2 separate regions of the Mus musculus genome follow, and region 1 is linked to region 2. The links are chromatin contacts, called in public HiChIP or PLAC-seq maps. All regions are on one chromosome and are shown on one strand. Each heading gives the region's core, a stretch centred on a gene start, on an enhancer-like site or on the middle of the called end of the contact. The rest is flanking DNA. Distances are from core to core; before and after follow the strand shown.

Region 1 (2,828 bases), core at 278-2,777, 580 kb after region 2:
GTGGGAGCCAACATGGCTGTCACCAAACACCAATTCTCAGTGATTTTTTCCCCATTGTTGTGACAAGAACAACTCATAAAGGATAGGTTCGGGTTCAGCTTGGCCACAGCTCAAGGGCTCAATGTGTCTCCTAGGTGACTCTAAACCAGACAAATGGACAGTGGAGCTATAATGTAATTATAATCTCAAAAAATGTTTAAATAGGTAAATGCAAAAAGGTAAATAATTTTAAATAAATATATTTATATGTATAAATATATTTGTTTTATAAATAAATATATATATATACAAATAAAATAAATATAAATTTAAAATAAAATATACCATGGGAAGTGATTTTAAGTGTCTTACATAAGCATCCTTATAAACCTTTGCAGTACTTAACTCATTTAACACCCACAGGTAGTAGGTATCAGCTGTCAGTTTCTAGGTTGGGTAATTATTAGAACTCAGAGAAAGGCTGGCATAGTGACACACACCTTTAATCCTGGCTCTCAAGAGGCAGAGGCAAGTGGATCTCCGCGAGTTCAATGACAGCCTAGTCTACACAATGAGTTCCAGGCCAGCCAGAGCTGCAAAGTGAGACCTTGTCTCGAAAAACCGAAAACAAAAGAGTTCAAAGCGGTTAGTAAACAAGCATGCCTATAGTCTGACGCTAGAAGGAAACCGGACCCAAACTTTGCCCAGGCACTCAGACTCCACAGCCCAGCATCGCACACCAAATCACCCTGATGCAAACACTGCCTGGAAACAAGGAACACCGCTATTCACTCGGTAACTGGAGCTGTGAAGAAATGCAGCTGAGACTGGAAAGGAGGCAATCAAGCGGCAGGCTGGTGTTTTTGTAGGAAGTGCAGAGGGGCCTGCGAGAATGGAGCTCCTCTGAGCTGGCAGGGAAGACTGGAGAACAGTGAGATCAAAGACTCCAGCCCAAGATGCCACTTAAAGCTCAGGGCTCGGGCTTCGCTGTCTCCTGAAATCTCTGCTCACATCCCTTACTCTCTCTACTCTGTAAGGCGAGCCATGAGCCACGGTGTATTATCACCTCCTGCCTGCTTTCCAGTCTCCTGTGAGTCCCAGAAGCCTGCTCCGAGCACAGCCCTCATTCTCCATGTCTTCCCTGGGAGTGGGGGGCGCCCAGGGGTCTGCCAGGCCCACACAGGCAATGTCTTTGCACTGAGTCTGGACGCTAGAAAAACGAGTCCTCCCTTTTGTTCTCCTGTATCTCCTTATCCTCACAGCTTTTCCTGTGAAAGGTTCTAATCTATATTTAGACAGTTGGTTTTTTCCCCCCAGAACCATGACATTTAACTTCATCCTCCTTGTTTCTAGATGATTTTCAAATTTCTGTCCAGCCATCAGTGACTGGATTCCCTCTGAGATTTGTCTCAGCTGCTGGATTATTACACCCCCAAAGTCCCCACACTCCCGGCCAAGGCATAGATTAGAAACTGAGCGTGGGAAAGCCAAGCCTAAGGACCGAATGAGTAGTCTGTCTCAGCTAGACCATCCCTTAAGCTAAAAGGAAAACCTGGTTACATCTGACTACAGTAGCATCCAGCTGCTATATGTCCCTCATTCTGGTAGGGACGTGGCAGTGACACACATTCCCAAATCCCAAGCGCAGACGGTTCCAATATGCTCTTCCATGGCTTCCTTGAGCTCACAAATCAATTACATTGTTTTAAAGGGTAGAAAATGGTGTTGGTTTCTTATATTCCCCTGGGCAGTGATCCTGCTATTTAAAAATACTCTTAATCTCTCCCAGAAGAGGGCGCTTGAACGTTATCTTTGCCAAAAGCCCACTTATCTTCTGCTTGCTTTGTGGAACCTCCGTCATCCAGTTAAACTCTAAAGGCATATCTACACATTTCCCCAGCAGGGCATACCACGCCTTCTCACCGGGTTTGAGGGAAGCCAGATGCTGTGGGCTCCGCTCTCCAGACGCCGCGGGTTCCACTCTCCGTTCTGGCGCAAAGGGGGTGTGTGTTAGATCCTTTTTAGTTTGGCTGGAGAATACTTAAATAATAGGAGAGTGATATCAGAAGAGAGGTAGGGGAAGTTAGTTCTCTAATCTTGAGTCTGCTTCGCTATGCAGGATGAATATCTGAATCCAAACGAGATTCCCGAAGCCTTTGTCCGTTATACCTGCGATTTCAGAGGTCTGTCCTCACGTGTGCCCATCTCTCTAGCGCATTCCCTTAGGTCTGGAGTCCAGTGTCCTTTCCTTTCCTCTCAAAGCACTTATAGCAGGAGCACACACTGCGTTCTGTGTGGGTCACGGTGCAGCTTCAAGGCAAAGTCCCTACAGCTGCCACCAGCTCACCAGCCCCCTCCCCTGATCTGTCTTCAAGAAACTTGGGAGAGGCCAGTGACTCAGTCAGCCACCAATTGGACCACCTATGACCTCTATTTCCTTTTCTCTGGCTATAAATACAACTTCCCCTGTGATTGAAGTGGAGGCCAAAAGATGCACAAGACAGTGGGGGGGACCGGGGGGGGGGGGGAGGCTGCATAGGTTCATGTCTGGGACTCCACTAGATATGCCTGGCCTGACAGTAAGCTACTGCAGAGGGACAGGAAAGCCGTGGTTTTCACAGCCACTCCTAAGATTCTCAGAGAGCAGAATGGTGCCTTTGGAACAATGGTAAAGCAGTGGGCACTCCTGGGCAAAGGGGGAGCATTCATTTAGCACTTGTCACAGGTTAAATTGGGGTCATCATTCTGAAATGTTACTGCAAAGCAACTGCCAAGCCAATAACAAATGTTACAACTCTCCTGTTGTTTGATTTTTAATATTTTATTTATTCATTATAAATTCCATATAC
Region 2 (2,828 bases), core at 158-2,657:
TTGCTTGACCATCTTCCTGAGTTCCCAACTTGAGTTTAATGATCTTGGAGCCCCGTGGTTCAGCCTTAGTGAACCTTTTTTTCTAAAGACAGTTCGCCTTTGAGTTTTTCAAACAGAGGGAAGGGTCCAGCCTTCGGTGATAGCTTTTGACTTAGAGCAAGAATAGGTTTAGCGGGCTGGAGAGATGGCTCAGTGGGTAAGAGAACTGACTGCTCTTCCGAAGGTCCTGAGTTCAAATCCCAGCAACCACATGGTGGCTCACAACCATCCGTGATGAGATCTGATGCCCTCTTCTGGTGTGTCTAAAGACAACTACAGTGTACTTACATATAATAAATAAATAAATTAAAAAAAAAAAGAATAGGTTTAGCACCCTCACCCCACTATTTTCTAAGATGCCCCAGAAAAGCTGGTAACATCTGATCTCTTTTGTTTGGCAATAGGGCTTCTAAAGATGTATGAAGTCAGTGGCTATGGTTAATTACAGGGTTTATGAGGCTGAGGAAGGAGTGTCATGAGGTCACAGTCACCCTGAAGACTCTGTGGGAAGACTCTTTCTCAAGAGAAAAGAAAAAGAAAGAGCTAGGGCGGGGTGCTGTAAGATGGCTCAGCAGGTGCAGGCACTTCCCACTAAGCCTGATGACTTTGTGTAGCCCTAGGCCCTGCATGGCAGGAGAGAAAAGATCCTCATTAGCTGTCCTCTGACACAAGTGCACCCACCTCAAACAAACAAATAAGTGTAGTTAAAAGAAAAAAAAAGCAAAAAGAGCAATAAAGATATTATTGCCTCATGAAATATCACAGGGACCCCAAAGCTGAGAAAGCAAAGCCAGTCACAAGGAAATTCGTGGTCTGGTTTTTAAAAGTCTCACCGAATAAATTATAAATGGATAACCCCAAGTGTTCACAAAGCTTTCAAAGGGATTGTATCAGCTTACACCAAAAGGCTCACAACCAGCACAAATGAAATGGGACATTTGGATTCCTCGATACATGTAATGAGCTGGCTGAAAAAATTACTCTGTGGCAGAGCCAAGTACTCTGTGGGCAGTGCCAAGAGGTTCAGAACGAGCAGCAGACCCAAGAGCCTTAGTGAACACCGGGCAGGCAGTTTGTGCCCCTCTGGGTTTCAGAAAGATGTCTGGACCTGTGACTGCTATGCACCTCATGCGTCCTTCCTTTATGAACAGGAGTGTCTGTCATAGTTATGTTGAACTATTATATCACTGGGGGTTGGGGGTGGAAGGTAGGAGGTGGGGATGGGGGTGAGGGTGTGTTCAGTAACTTTAGCTTACTCTTTATAGTGGAGGAATGGTACTCAAATTGCTATATTTGAAGTGCTTGGTTTAAACAATGGCCTAATGTCGTGATAGAGTGAGATTTGGTGGTCCTAGAGGCAAGTATTTATCAAGGAAGAGGGGTAAATTGTTGACTAAACAATGGTAGTTTCCAGATATAGCCCCAACAATACCTTTTGTTTTTGCAATGTGATCTTGACTCATTGAGGGGCGGAGACTATAACCCTTTCTTTGAAACTGAGCACATGTGGAACTAGAGCAGAAACAAAACTCTGTTGAAAACTAGGGTACCATCCTACCTAGCTCCCTTGAGATGCTTGTTCTTAATACTTAGGGCTTTCTCCTTGTGGAGAGGCAAGAGGAGAGGTGACATGAGAGTTCCATGGACTGCCATAGCCGAGGTCCTTCTAGCCAACAGTCCCTGCGGACTGCCACTTTGACTGATCCTTTATAAAATCCCATTTGCTTACCATCAGATAATCCCCAGGGATCAAGTCACTCCACCTGGTAGTTCATAGTTTAGTATAGAGACAAGCTGTCCATTTCTGAATTTATAATTCACACATGACTATGTAGGCCTGGAAAAGTGTTGTTTTTTTGGGGGGGGGGAGGATGTTGTGTTAGACCTAGTGGGGAAACCCCCACCCAATTCCCAATTCGGCGTGCACCCAAAAAAATCACGAAGGACCATCTCTTGATGTAACTACATGAGGACGTTTAATGACGGAGCTCCGGACCGACATGCATCCCACACAGGAGATAATGCATGTCGGCCCCGAGGCTTGAAAGCTAGGGGGTTTTATGGGGTAAGGGGCTTAGGGGTGTGGAATTCAGCATAGCGACACACTATTGGTTTATTCAAACATTAACAGAAAGATTACAGGGCATCAGGACTTTGTTCCTGTGGGCTGGGGGCTTATCTTTGTTCACATAGCAACCAGTTGATGTATGACTTTACCCGGCATCAAGGGGCAGTAGACAGAGGGGAGGTTCCGGCCAGGTGGTGTTGACCCAGACAAGATAGCCCTGCTTGTACAATCAAGCCATTCTTAGGAATGTCTTAACAACAGCCCTGTCTGTTCTGCTTTGTTCTCGGCCCCAGGCCGGAGGCTCATAGACAACTCTTTTACATGAATCACAAGATACAAAATCTCATTTTCTTTCAGTTGCAGACCTCTGAGAGAATCTGTCTCCACTGAACCATACTCAGTGGGTAAATACTGACCAACTGGGGTGCTAACAGGAGGCAAGTGTAAAAGATGTGAAGAACACACAATAATAACATTTCTACCTTTACCTGTGAACAACAGGCTGCTTTTCTTTATGTTCTCCATTTCAAGTTCTTTAGAAAGAAAATAAGTTTTCTAGGCAATTACCATTGTATCTTGCAGAGAGAGGGTTTTTGTTTTGTTTTGTTTTTCCATAAAGCCATGTGACAGATTACTAGCTATCCCCAGGACCTGGGAGGTGAAAAGAGATCAAGAGTTCAAAGTCACCTTATCTTATCTCGGCTCCACTGGAAGTTTGAGG

What was found. HiChIP or PLAC-seq counts read pairs in DNA pulled down with a chosen protein or histone mark.
Region 1: a contact with region 2 is called in an H3K27ac HiChIP or PLAC-seq map of extraembryonic endoderm stem cells. The contact joins two enhancer-like sites. A contact is called at or near these places in 1 of 15 datasets of contacts at CTCF or cohesin (large pre-B cells), 3 of 115 datasets of contacts at active chromatin or transcription factors (embryonic basal ganglia, extraembryonic endoderm stem cells and trophoblast stem cells) and 1 of 9 other capture datasets (embryonic stem cells).

The regions. Positions count from the first base shown.
Region 1 is chr1:165,113,139-165,115,966 of GRCm38.p6, forward strand. No RefSeq gene overlaps it. Among named protein-coding and RNA genes, the nearest start is that of 4930568G15Rik, 23 kb to the left of the region's middle. Within about 2 kb of position 1,528, at least 49 of the 459 cell types and tissues checked have an H3K27ac peak or open chromatin away from gene starts, as enhancers often do. A contact at or near this core is called in extraembryonic endoderm stem cells, where this site is marked.
Region 2 is chr1:164,531,339-164,534,166 of GRCm38.p6, forward strand. No RefSeq gene overlaps it. Among named protein-coding and RNA genes, the nearest start is that of Gm26685, 29 kb to the left of the region's middle. Within about 2 kb of position 1,408, at least 12 of the 459 cell types and tissues checked have an H3K27ac peak or open chromatin away from gene starts, as enhancers often do. A contact at or near this core is called in extraembryonic endoderm stem cells, where this site is marked.